Linked DNA regions of Columba livia: region 2 is linked to region 1. A link is a contact called in public Hi-C data. All regions are on one chromosome and are shown on one strand. Each heading gives the region's core, a stretch centred on a gene start, on an enhancer-like site or on the middle of the called end of the contact. The rest is flanking DNA. Distances are from core to core; before and after follow the strand shown. Region 1 overlaps ARID1B (AT-rich interaction domain 1B). Region 2 holds the start of ARID1B (AT-rich interaction domain 1B).

Evidence for each region. Hi-C and Micro-C count contacts between places; a contact is called where the count stands out from the background.
Region 2: a contact with region 1 is called in a Hi-C map of crop, with 2.9 times the contacts expected there. The contact joins the promoter of ARID1B here to the enhancer-like site in region 1. A contact is called at or near these places in 2 of 2 Hi-C or Micro-C datasets (crop and liver).

Annotation. Positions count from the first base shown.
Region 1 is chr3:64,692,400-64,699,231 of bColLiv1.pat.W.v2, reverse strand. All of the region lies in intron 5 of ARID1B (AT-rich interaction domain 1B), which reads left to right. Among named protein-coding and RNA genes, the nearest start is that of ARID1B, 190 kb to the left of the region's middle. Within about 2 kb of position 3,896, at least 1 of the 3 cell types and tissues checked has an H3K27ac peak away from gene starts, as active enhancers do.
Region 2 is chr3:64,880,956-64,888,124 of bColLiv1.pat.W.v2, reverse strand. ARID1B (AT-rich interaction domain 1B) reads left to right here and starts at 4,814. Exons shown (of 21, transcript XM_065057320.1): 1 at 4,814-6,689. The coding sequence starts at 4,959.

The DNA.
Region 1 (6,832 bases), core at 2,647-5,146:
CAGCTCTTAACGGCGTGCTCCAGAGTTGCAAGCAGCTTTTCTGTAAGATTCTGCTTCAGAACCAACAGGTCTTTTTACTTTCTTAAAATAGTAGCTTTACATTATATAGTGAACTACGTATGTCTGGGAATGTCGTGTACTTTTTATCCGTCAAGAAGAAAGGCACATGTATCATCCCAAATTTGTTAATCTCGGAATTTATCTTAGCTGTCTATTTAGGCATGCTGTGAAAGCACTTTCTTTCCTCCTCTGCCTTAAGAAATGCTTCCTCTACTGTCTGTCTCAATGACAAATAAATGTTAGTGTCTGTGTTATATTAACAAATCAGCTGATATGCCCACGTAGAATACACATAAGCACAATTTTTTAAATTTAAAAAAAAATCTATATAAAATGTTATAAATTAGAAAACATGTTTGTATGGCAAATACCAGATAGCATAGTTGAGAAGGATATAAGGTTAGAGTTTGCACAACGTAATGCTTTCCTTGATACTAGTTTTTAGCCTGAATTTTTCTCCAGGTCTGTTGGAGACTCTACGGTTTTGAGTGTGGCATATGCCTCAGCTTGAAAGGTACTAGGACCCCTCCGTATGCACAAGCAGAAGCATTATTTGCTGCAGAGGGTGCTCTTCTTTTGACTTGTATCCATTCCACCTGTCCTTAGACACCCCTTAGTTTAAGGCTTGGTGACAGGTCGTGTTGCCTGTGGGTACTAGAATACTGTGGGATTTGGTTTGGTTTTGGTTTTAATATTTCTAGACTGCTGAAAGAGCTTACAGTGTTATCTGTTAGTCTTAAATTCTGCATGATTTTAGTCTCAGGGTAAATATGCATACTGGCAGCAAATGGGGCTGTTTCCCAGGAAAATGTGCTGAATGAGACGACAGAACATTGTTCAGATTCACTGTAGTTATTGTCGGTGAAGTGAAAACCTGGCTGATGTATCTGCCCCTTGAATAGCTGAGTCTTTGATGCTAATGATAAGCGCATGTATAAATCAGCTACAGGATGCTTTTGATGCAAGATATGCACATTGATTTCAACAAAATAATTCTTATTTTAGAAAAGAAAATTAAAACAAAAGCTATTGTTTCACACTATCAAAATACCCAGGGAAGAGGCACTTTGAAGTGCCAAATCTTATCTTTACTCTGTATGCAAAGAACAGGTGCAAATTGCAAACCATTAGCAATAGTCCTTCAAAATGTTCTATCCACATCACCTTTTTGATAAGAGTCTTCCCAAAACAAAGGTAAAATATAAAGCATTTATTGGAGTAAAAATAGTATTTTTAATATGAACATTTTTTTTTATTTTGTGCATATGTGAGACCGGTACTCCTTAATGGGCCATGAAAGTGTAAGCAGTTTTTCAGTTTAACTTAAAAGTTGTTTTTTGATAAGTATAAAGACACCCAGATTTGACAGCATGGCTGTCTGAACCCTTCCTTTGGTTGCATAGTAGGAAGCAAAACCATTCAGCTTCCTTTGCAACTAATTTTAGAGAAAGGGGAAGCTGTTAGGGTGCTGTAGCAGCCTTTTTGAAGATGGTACACGTAGTGTTCACTTTAATTTACACATGCATCTCTGTGTGTGTTTGTGTTCACGTTTGTTTCTTAAAGAAAAGAGAAAACCAAAGTATCCGGCTTTCCGCTGATCCTTCTGTTTCAATATTCAGAAGGGTTGTGATATGTGTGTGGTTGTGTATAGAGAGATGTCGGGAAATGACCACCTTGTGAATCAGAAGAGCTGATAGATGATCTGAGACAGACTCAACACCACTTATACCTGGTTCCTTCAGATTCTGCTGAGGACAAACCTACACATCTAATAAGTAAGTTTCCTCAGAACCTTAGTGGCCAAGAAACTGACATAGAATCTCAGAGTGAATTGATAGAGCAGTATCTGCCCAAGTCTGCAGTCAACACACAGAAATGTATTTAGAAGTTGGAAGCTCCTTCAGTCCCGTTAATCTTATTGAAGCCTAATAATGACATGTAAAATACTATCAGTACCAATTTATTCTAAGTTCATTTTAGCTGGAATAGGAAGATACATTTTAGCAGATGGGATCAGTGTTCCCAGATGGTAGAGAAAATGAAGAGGGATGCAAAGATGTGAAAAAGAGAGAGAAAAAAAAGAATAAGGTGTGCAGAACTGAAATAAAAAGGTTAAAAGGTTTAACCATTCTGAGTGATGCTGATTTAAACACTATAAAGCAATGAACAAATAAAAATAACAGTGCCTGAGTTTTTTTAAATCCTCCTAAGAGATTCGGATGCTCAATTTCCATTAGAACATTTTAATCCCTGAGGTCGAATTGAAAATCTTAGTCTGAAAGGTTGATTATTATATAAAGATTTAACCCACATTTTATGGTTGCAGGAGCTGCATATTGGCATCAGTTGGAATTACGGTGTCGAACGCAGTAGCACGTATTCCAGACAGGTTACAAATGGTGTCTGGCCCTATCTAGAGAAGGAGCTGCTTAACTTTTGGAATATTTGTGCTCCTTTTACTCTCCTCTCCTTTCCCTCCCTTTCCCAAAGGCCTTTACTGTCAGCACCTCCCTGACCCAAATATCGCAGGCTGGAAGAGGCTGGGCTCAGCCTAAGCAGGGTGAGATCACCTCGGCCACGTGTCTCAACCTGCCTGCGGACGTGCCAAGTGCCTTCAGCCTGTGCGCAGGGACGGCCGCCGAGCCGCCTACCGCAGCTAATGCCGAGCTGCCGTGATTCCGGCTTAGGGCAGCATTAATATAAATAAGTTTGTTAATGGCAGTCCAGCAGCTACATGTCAGAAGGCTCACAACTTTGTGCAACAGGAAAAGAGACACTTATGTTCCCACAGTGGGGGAGCTCCACCGAGAACAGGACTCTCTTATTTGGTAGTGAGCTTTAATCCTTCCATTGTGTGCCGTTTTAAGCTGTGTTGTGATGTAATTGGCTTAATCATTACTATTATGTTGCTTTGCACAAGTTAAGATTGTAATTTGACATATGGAAATAAATGGCAACTGGATTAGTGATTTGCAGGTGTCATTTAAAAACGGGGCAGGGAAGAAAGCCTTTCATATTTTGCAAGCGGCGTGTTTGCTAATGTGCAGAGGCAGAATTAACTACGCCACTGCATCTCGGGCTGTCTTGAAGTAGGAGCGAGCTTCACCTGTTTGTTTCTGGGACCGTACTGCTGGGGCTGAGGAAAGAGAATCTGAGTCCCCATGGATGTGTTCAGTGTAGGAGTGATTTTACATTTCCTTTGCAGAAGACAAATACAGGAGAAAAGCTTTTCTCTTTGATCGAGACATGAGCATAATGGAGACACAGCTCTATTAAAGAAGTGCAGCAAGGGTGGCATTGCTGAGTCTGCGTGGTGGAGCTTTCAGCATTGTTCGTGGAACTGGCTGTATTTTTGTTCTGTGACACAGCATAAAGTGATGACCTCAACTCCATAATTTATTAACTCTGGGAGTTATTGAGAGACTCTGTTCCTAAGTTCTTTTTTAAGTGTGTGCTGCTGAGATGCATTTTTTTATGCTTTTTCTCTGATAGAGGATACATGGGTTTAAAAATCAAGTGTGCTTAGGACTAAAATACCTTTTTTTCCTCTCAATCATGCTACTTTTACTTGAGTTTATTAAGAGGACTTTTTGTTGGTTGTTGTTGTTTGTTTATTTCTTCACCTTGCAAACGCTGCTTTATTGCAACCCTCAGCACATCAGGGTGCATCTTCTGTAGCCCATGTATTTTCACGGTTCCAGATACCAGAAGATCAGATCCTGAGGGGAAATTCAACTACACGCTGTAGCTACGTGTCAGCTTCCTGGTTTGAAGCACAGAACATCAGGGTGGCTGACTGTGAGTTATGACTCTGCAAATCTGGAAAGAAACTGTTGTTCTAGTGGTATCCTTAACACAGAAGCCTTGAGCTACAAGATGGAGTAGAGATGCCATTTGAGACGATCAAGAAAACTTGTTCTCAATATATTTTATCTATTTATTTATTTATTTTAAAATTTGTATTAGCTTGATTGTAACAAAATAATACTTACTTGTGGGAAAGAAGGAGAAGAGAAGACACGAAAAGAAAAAGTAGGCATTCAAAATTGTTTTCTTTTAATGCACGCCTTGTTTAAGACGGCTTTCTTTTGTTGAAGGCTCTAAGCAGCCTCTGCTTCTGCCATCTGGTGGCTGCTAATAAAAGTTACATCTTCAAAGCCAAATTAAATTGTTTTAAAACCAATTAATCCTTTTCAGAAGAGGATGTTTTCAAGAGTCTGAATTATCTCTGTCTTGATATGTTGACACTTGGAGTGTCTGTGTGTGTACTTGGTATATGGGAAGATACAGAGAAATGAGTCATAATTTACATCTGTCTGTGCACTGTTGACTTAGGTAGGATTCTGGGGGTAGTAAATAAGTTTTTGGATTTGTTTCAGCCTAAAAAAAATAGATATTCATATTAGCCTCCAGTAACTTCTGTTTTGCTACTCAGAGCAGAGTTAGGATTACACATTTCCCCCCCCCCTTTTTTTTTTGTTTTTCTTGTGTTCTGTGTGGAGTTGTTTTACCTGAGGTGTTCAGATAACTAAAAGGATTTTCCAGCTTGCTTTCTTTGAGTCATTTTTAAAGCTGCTGTGTTTTAGGATTGCTGAAGTCGTCTGAGCTGCCTCTGCGCTGAGTGTTTTCTAAGAGCAGGGAGTAGCATTATAGCAGGGAACAAGGTGCTTTTTTAATATTCTTAGGGACCCCTTAAAGATGTGTCAAAATGTTTTGAAATAGTTATGACTAGGGAAGTATCAGCAACATGTTTCTGCCTGGACCTATGCATATCACCGCTGTGTTAATCAGGACCATCCAGGAACATGCAAAATGGAGCATTTGTGATGTTTTAGAAATTTCACTTGCATAATCCATAGTTCTGATGTTTGGTAAGTTCAGTCTCAGTAAAGATCTCTGTGGTTTGTTTGTTTGTTTTCCCTATTAGTTTTATAGAAATTAAGAGGCACACCAACATATTTAAAGCCATAAACTCCTCTCCATCCACTGTATAGTCCTGACTTTGGTCCAAGTTTGTCCCGAGTGCTGGGGGCTGCAGAGGAGTGTATCTATAACAGTACAGAGGGTGAAATCAGAACACGAATGTGTTCTCATCAAAATCCATTTCAAACAGCACTTGATTGCTGTGGCACCCCACTCCTCACAGCTCACTCCCACTTCTGATGTAGAGAGGATTTTAAAGCTCTGTGTGAGTATGGAAAGTGAACACTTCTTAGAGGTCCTAGTGACTCTGTGCAGTGGAGGTAGATCTGGGCAGTTCCAACATGATCTTGAAGAGAAAAAAATGAAATGATATGTAGAACAGGAAAAATAATCATACGTTGGCTGTGAATGCCCAGATGTGAAAATGCCAAGACACACTGTGTAAATGGCAAAGTAACAGTTGGTTCTTTCCTCCTTGTGCCCTGTAGCCTGTGCTCCTGGCCTGTAGTCTCAGACAGGACAAGGCTTCAGGAAGGGCTGCTCTCCTGTGGCAGTGTCACAGTGTGGGTACAGCATGTCAGACTTCCTTCGATATTCCTTTGTTTCTTTCTCTAAACTAGAGATAAATCCATGTTTAATGCTCCTTTTCAGTGTGAAGCATCTCATGATGCTTGCAGAATAAATACTGATGGCCTCAGGGTTAGACTTGGGCAGTCTGCATGGGCATGTGGTAAGATTTGTTTCATAGAGCTACGGAGCACCCTGTGGCAGGCTGGTTTGAGCACAGCTGGTGAACATCGTGTTCTTCTCAGCACCCTTGAATATCGCTGGCCTGTGGTTTGCCCAGCGCCCTGCACCCAGCTGGGAGTAGTACTAAAAACATGTAAGCTGCTGGCTTTCCTCCTGCATTGCCTCTACTTCCAGGCACACATCGGCGTGATGAACAGCCTTCGTCTCCAGTAAGGCACAATTGATGTGGTAAAGGCGTGGATGGGGCCACACTTTGGGGTTTTGATAGAAGCTTAAAGCTCCCACCGCCTTTCCCAAAGTACCAGGGGACAGAAATCAGTGTGCAGTTTTCAGAACATGCGTATGTGATTGAAAGCATCTGTTTAGTATTTGCTCGAGTGATGTCTGTAAGTAAGAAGGCTTGGCAACTGGTTTTGCTTTTCTGATTGATCAGTATCCCTTTTTGGGCAGTTCTGTGCCAATTTACATTGCCTCTTCGTTGTAATTAACTGCTGCAACCTGGAGCCCCCCCAGTTCTTGTGGTGGCAGCAGCAGCAGTCTGTACTTCCCCCTGCTGCTTTTTTTGAAGAGACAGGCTGTAGTATGGTTTGCACTTTGCAAAGTGGTACTGCTTTCATGATGGGAACGTGCATCACCTTGAGGGTTTGACTGAACCCACCATTTCACACCAGTCACTATGATAGAAGTTATCACGAAAAAAAAAAAGAGAATTTGTTTTCTCTGTCTTCCTTCTGTTACTCTCCACGTTTTTAACGGGTGGGCTTACTTCGGTGGCCCAAGCCTGATGTGCCTGAGCTGTCTGCCCCTGTCTGGCCGGGTGTGCTCTCATGGTCCCCCCTCGCTCTGCCGCCTGGTGACATGTAACCGGAGTGATGCTGGGCTGATATGGTGGGTCATTTGTGGTTCTTTGTGGCCCCTTTGCTTTATACTGCTGGTTTGAACTTTGAGGGAGTATCAGGTTTACCAAGGAATCATCTAACAATGGGAACACAATGTTTGCTTGTAAATACCTGCACATTTTAAATAAAATGTTGAGGCAGGTGGTCTCTTTGTTTGGGGGTGGGAAGGGGGCAGGACAGAGTATTTGCAAGTAGTTTGC
Region 2 (7,169 bases), core at 3,565-6,064, 190 kb before region 1:
CTACAACTGATGATAGAAGGGACCTCCAACCAATGTGTAGCTAAACAGCAAATATTTCCTTTGGTTTCCCGTGTGACTCTTCGTATCAGCAAATAAAAGATTTTTAAAAGGCAGGAGAACAGGAAAAAATTGTTGGCAGAGAACTCTATGATTACAGTTGTACTGAATGTCATTGAAATTATCTAATTTATAAATGAACAGTACCATACACTATTAATTCCATGGAAAGCTGGCCTTTTCCTAGATTTCTCCAAAATGCAATGATGTTCCCAAACGATGAAATAGGACACAGAAATATTAGGTAATTCAGTTTGAAGGCTCAGAGTTCACTGGCAGGTAAACCCAGAAATCAACAACCCCTACTATTACTGCGAAGTGGAAGATTTTGTTTTGATTTAGGTAATTGGTTGGGCTGCTATCTCACTCAAGAGCTGTTTTTTCCTAGAGGCCTCAGTCCACAGAAGCACTTAATCAGGGCTTAACTTTAAGGAAGTGAGTGATCTTATTGACTTCAATGGATGATTCGCATTTGTAAAATTGAGGTATTTAAACATTCTATTCAAGTGATCTAAATCCAGGAAGGAAAAAAACTGCTAATGTTGCATTTCCATAATAAAATTGTGTATGACGTTCTTGAGATGGAGATGGTGATGTTTTGAAGTCCTTTTGTTTACACATTGCCAGAAGAAATTGATTAAATTGCCCAGGATTAGTAGCTGCTAAAGAATGGATTTTAATTAAATGGTTGAATGTGTCACTCTCTACATGTTTTAGGCCACAATCTGTTGGCATAAACCCTGTTTTTTCAAAGTTCATTATGACCAGCTAAAATAAAACTATTACACTTACCTACAGGCTTTACACCTAACAGATTCTGGCTTATCAGCTGGATATCAACCGAAATAGTTTACATATTACATTTGTGACTGAAATGTAAATATTATAATAAAGAAAGCACTACTAGATTATATTTATATGTTGACCACATAAAGGTTCTCGTAAAAGCAAAATCCTGTTACTATAGCTCCAAGTAACAAGCTAAAGCATAAAGCTAAAGCTCTGAGATGGCTGCTTACTTTTCTGTGATCTGATTTATGCCTTATTGAAATCAATTAAAAGATTTGCACTGACTTCAGAATGATTTTGATTGGATGTTTAAATAGTAAAAGAAGTGATAATTTAATAAAAGCCCACATACTTCTCTCTTTTTTCTCATTAAATCTAATGTCAATCTAAAAGAAGGAAATTGAGAATTCCCGTGAATTTGACAACTGTTTCATCAAACTGCGCAGTGGATTGAAACATAAAGCATAACAAGAACACAACAAAAAGTGGGTTTTTTTTAACACAGGGATTTTTCAGACTGTCGTGAGTATCCAGGTCAGATGCAACAGGTTCTTGAACCTCTGACTGGATTTTTACCTCACCAAAAAAATTTAAGATTGCTCCCAACACCTCTAAAATAACACCTCAGGGCTATTACAATATTGGTTGGTTTTCTGTATCTCTCCTTAGTGTTTCTCTCTGTATGATTTAAAAGCCAAATGGAGAGCGGCTGCTGCACAGCTGGGGAAGGCGCCTCACTGCCATGGGGCTGAGCCACAGCCGGGCAGCCTAGGGGTCTGCATGGATGTCATAGCCAATGGAATAAACACATTACCAACAGTAAGTTTAGAAAGTGATGTTGTTTATGCTGGAAAGGGGTCCCAAGAGCACCAGAGTTTATAATTTATCAGAAAAGAAATCAAGAGAAAGAAGCCCTGCTTGGACAACATCGGTTTATAGAAAATAATTAAATTGAAGAAACAATGAAAATGGAACTAAAGTTGAAACGGAGCACTTGTGATATCAAATATCAATGCAATCATTTTGCGGCAGATAATATGCATGGCAATTAGAGCTTTTTTACATTATATTATAATAAATTCATAATTCATGCATACAATGAGAGCGTTTGGAAAGGAGCATTTGAATTTAACAAACACCACCACTCATCATCTGAGCAAAGATGGCAAAAGGAATTTCAACATTATTTGCGATCTAAAAAATTGAACCATGGTTGTTGCTTTGTGTTGTGCTTCCCTTGCACAGACTGCAGTGCCTTCTGTCTGCTTTAGGGTGTGGCATCTGCCATTGGGGAGGAAAAACTGGCATGTGTTGCCTTTTATAGCAGACTGATTTCATTGTGCCGAGGGCCTCTATTTTATAGCCTCTTAGTTCCAACCTTGTAGCCAAGTTGCTGAAATAAATGGGAAGAAAAGGAGTTAATAGTATAAATTCTTCAGTTTAAAGGCTCATCCTTTTTTTTTTTTTTTCCTGGGGAAAACATTTCAAAGTAAACCTGCGTTAAACTTTGCGGGTTGTTCTCCTGATCGGGAAGAGTTGTGGAGCATGTGAGGAAGTATTGCAATCTGCAACCAAGGCGCTATCAGTACATCTTATCAGATTTTCAAAATATGTATTATTGCTTGAATATAAATGTCTTAATGTATAAACGTGTAATTGATTTTATATTTTATTTTGGAGTACACATGTAAATAAATACACACAAGTAGACATCTATATTTATATTTGCATATGAAAGACTTCAAAAAATCAACTCATGTGGTTTAATGTGTATAATTAGCGTGCATTTGAATATAGAAAAGAAGAAAATCCAGGAGAAAATGTCAAAAAGGCTCACTAACAAAGATGTAGTATTCTCTTGGCAAAAGCTGATGAATGATTTGGCATGAATTCATCTTACAGTTCTGTTATTCTCTCTCCTACAAAGATGATATACCCCTTTCTAGCAGTTTGCATAGAATTGCGATTTGTTGTTGTTACAGACTGTAATGACCCTTGGGTATGCACCTGATTCCCCCCACTAGAATTACTCACCATTTTTTTCCCGCTCTATGTTTTTTTCCTGGCCATATAACATCTTTGCATTTCCAAAGAGTAGGGGAAAAAAAAAAAAAAAAGAAAGGAAAAAATAACAAGAAGAAAATATAATTGTAACAGAAGTATTAGCGAGATGTACTTGATGAGCACTGAGACTTTTCAAAACTAACTCCATAATGGAAATCAGAGTATTTCTGTCTTTTCAGACAGAACTCAAATTAATAGACACTGGAATCACACTGTTCATTTATCAATAATCTTTGCATGTAATTCAACATTATAGCATGAAGCTTCTGCTCTTTAATGTTTTCACAGTGGATTCAAAAAAGCCTACCTACCCATGACAGCATCTGTCTTGATATGCTGCGTTTTTCTCTACCGTTATTATTGAATCTCATATTTATCCATTTTGAAATTTGAAGACGTGCTTACCTTTAACAGAGTGCATAAATATATTCATTTAAAACAGCATGGTTTAGACCCTTACTATATTGAAAACGCTCGCTAATATCCCAGTTTTCTATATTCATAGCTAAGGTTTTTTTTTACCTCCCGAATGCTTTTATTTGATTAATATAGTGTATGACTATTACCTTTTCTTATACTAGGGCATCATTTGTATTAAGATAGTTATAAAAAAGCCCATTCAAACAGTTCTGAAAGATCGCTCAAAAATGTAGGTCATCAGCAACAGCTTCCCACTTCGAGTAAGAGTTACTCAGATTACATATTTTGGGTTTTGTGTTACTACGTTTTCACAAGTGTCTTGTGTGTACTGAAAATTATATTGTTTGGCTAAACAATTATGAGGCCAAAAATGTCTTGCTCTCCTTGATCAGCTCCTGTTGATCTGCAAATAAGTACCTAGAACATATTGAAAACAGCCCTATATATAAAAGCATCATCAGTGCAAATGATCGTTAGGATTCGGAGACAGCTGGACAATGTGGACAACTGCAAAGATGCTACCGCTGCAGAATTTCAGGTTAAATTTTATAACCGCCTGCACACACAATATAAATCTTTGGGGGGATGGAGAGTGGGAGGAAAAAAAAAAAAAAGCTTATTTTTCAGTGCCATAGAAAACGTTTTCCTGCCCTCGGAATACAACGAGGAGTCTTTTGACCATGACACAGGGGGCTGGGGGACAACATGCGGCCCCCGAAAGTTCCACCGATCCATCTGCTCCAGCACATCTGGCCACGGGACTCCCCGTTTGAGGCTGCCCCCACCCCTCCCCCCCCGCTGCGGCCCGCTCGGGACAGCGCCGCCGCCACCCCCGGCCCCGCAGCAGCTGCGGGACCAGCCGCGACCCACACCCCACAGCCCCCCGCGGCATTTGGCTGCCCAGGGCGCCCGGCCCGACCCTGCGCCTTGGGGCAAGCCCCGCGCAAGTTCCGCGTTTGGCTGCCGCCTCCGCGGAGCCCGGAGGGAACCCCGCGCCGGCCGCGACACTCGGCGCGCACACGAGTGGGACCCGATTGCGAGCAGGGGCAGCGGAGGGGGTCCACGCCCCCCCCATCCCGCCGCGCTGCTGCCGGCGGCGGGGAGCAGGAGCCGGAGCCGTGCGGAGTCCAGTCCGCGTTTTGCGAGTGCGCGGGAGCGATCGGGGCGGAGGGGGCGATGGCTGCCGGCGCTGGCTCGCTCGCTCGCTCATGCCATGCTGGGCCAGCGCGGCTCCGGCAGACGTGTGTTTACCCATATCCGGGTTAGAGAGGAAAGGAGGAAAAAAAAAAAAAAAAAGTTTCATTTAAACCTGAACAAAAAACTTTCAACATGAAATCACACAGCAGGAACAGGCACAGACCGTAAGGCGTTCTTACCATTTCTAATCGCAATCACGGACTCGGGGAGGGAAATTTCTGTAATTTGGTGCGTGCGGAGCGGTCCGCAGGGGATACTCTTGGCTCAGCCAAGTCCCTTCCCCGGCCGCTTCGCTTTCTGCCCCTCTCCCTCCCCCACCCCGTGCTCGCCCTCCTTTTTTGAGGGTGGGGGTCGACTTTTTTCAATTTTCAATTTTTTTTTTTAGTAGTTACTATTATCAGTAGTAATTTCTCCGGACTCGCAATGTTGCGATGATCATGGCCGCGCAAGTCGCAGCGGCTCCGGCGGGTGCGAACAACAGCAAGGGCAAAGCCCCGAACCTGCCGGGCGGCCTGGGCCCGGACCGGGGTCCGGGAGGGGCCGGGGCCGCGGCCGCCGCGGGGGCGCCCGGGCCGGTCCCCGCGCTGGGGGTCGGAGAGGGGAGTCCGGCCGGCAGCAGCAGCAGCAGCGGCGGCGTGAATAATGTAGATCACCATGGCCTCCGCCACCACAGCGAGCCGCTGAACATGGCCAATAACGCGGCTCCCGCCGCTGCCGTCGGTAACAACAACAACGCCAGCGGCGGCTCCTCCTCGGAGCCGGCTCTGAAGGAAGGTGGAAGCTCCTCGGCGTTATCTTCATCTTCTTCGTCTTCTTCCTCCTCCTCCTCCTCCTCCTCCAACCCGGGCTCGGCCATGGAGACGGGGCTGCTCCCCAACCACAAGCTGAAGAGCGTCGGAGGCGATCACCCCGCCGCGCCGCCCCACCACCACCATGCCCACCACCCGCATCACCATGCCCACCACCACCATGCCCACCACCCGCACCACCACCACCATGCACTACAGCAGCAGCTAAATCAATTCCCGCCGCCGCCGCCGCAGCAGCCGCCGCCTCAGCACCATCCCGTGCAGAATAACAACAGCAGCCTCGGCGGCGGCAGCGGCAGCAACAACAACGGCGGTGGCGGCGCTGCTCAGCCCAGTGCAGACATGGAGCAGCAGCAACATGGAGGAAAAGACAGTGTTTTGGGCGCTCAGGCCGAGCCCCCCCAGCAGCCGCAGCAAATGCTGAATAAAGGCGCCGACGAGGAGGAGATGCCCGGCAAGATGGGCGAGCCCATCGGCGGCCGCTACGATCACCCCGGCTTGGGACCCCTGGGCGGACAGCAGCAGCCCCAGCAGCCGCCCCCGAGCGCTGGGAGCGGCGGCGGCGGCCTCGGCGGCGGCGGCGGGAGCGGGGGAGGCGGCGGCGGCCCCTCCGCGGTGGGTGTCTCGGAGTTCAATAGCTATTATGGCAACGCTGCCCCTGCCAGCAGCGCTACGGCGAGCCGCGCCGGGCCTTGCTTTGATCAACATGGCGGACAACAAAGCCCCGGGATGGGGATAATGCACCCCACGGCGGCCCCCAACAGCATGGACCCCCTGCAAAACTCCCACGAAGGTTACCCCAACAGCCAGTACAACCACTACCCGGGCTACGGCCGCGGCCCCGGCGGCGGCGGCGGCGCGGGAGCCGTGGCGGCGGCGGCGGCCGCCGGGGCAGGCGGCGGCGGCTACGGGGGCTCCGCGGCGGGCTACGGGGTGCTGAGCTCCCCGCGGCAGCCGGGCGGCGGCATGATGATGGGCCCCGGCGGCGGGGCCGGCCTCGGCAAGGCTGCTGCCGGCGCGGGGGCCGGCGGTTTCGCGCGGTTCTCCGGGCAGAACCAGCACCCGTCCGGGGCCACCCCTACCTTGAACCAGCTGCTCACGTCCCCCAGCCCCATGATGCGGAGCTACGGCAGCAGCTACCCCGACTACAGCAGCCCCAGCGCCCCGCCGCAGCCCCAGCCCCAGGCAGCGGCGGCCGCCCCGGGAAGCCAGCAGGCAGCGGCGGGCATGGGCATGGGCAAGGACATGGGCGCCCAGTACGGAGCGGCAAACCCGGCCTGGGCAACGGCACAACAAAGAAATCACCCGGCGATGAGCCCTGGGAACACCGGGCAGGCCATCAGCAGGACCCAGGTAAGCCCCCGCGCTCGGTTAATGCCGGCTCCGTGCCACTCGTGTCGAGGTCTTAGTTTCTTTATCATTAACTTTCTTTTTCCTATCCTCCTTCCCCCTCTTTTTTTTCCCCTCTCTCCTCCCTCCTCCGGGCCAGTTCTCCTCGCTGCCTCCGTAGCAGGGGTGAGCAGCGCACAATGCGCGGCCCCGCTGGGGCTGGAGGCACCGAAGTGCGGGTTTCGCTGCCGAAATTAGGTTGTTCTCAGACCCAATTAATATTTTTTCCCTCCACTTTGAAACAGTGGAGGAGAGAGGCAGGGCCCAGAGGACAGGCAGCTTGGGACGGGGGCGGAGGGGGGGGTGGTGGATTTTGTAACTGGAGTGTCGGATCCGGGGCTTCCCGGGGGATAAACGTCCATTATCTTCCACGGTGCTTTTTTTTCTTTTTTCCTTTTCCTCTTTTTAATCTGTTAATATTTTTTTAACAGAACGAGTTGTGCC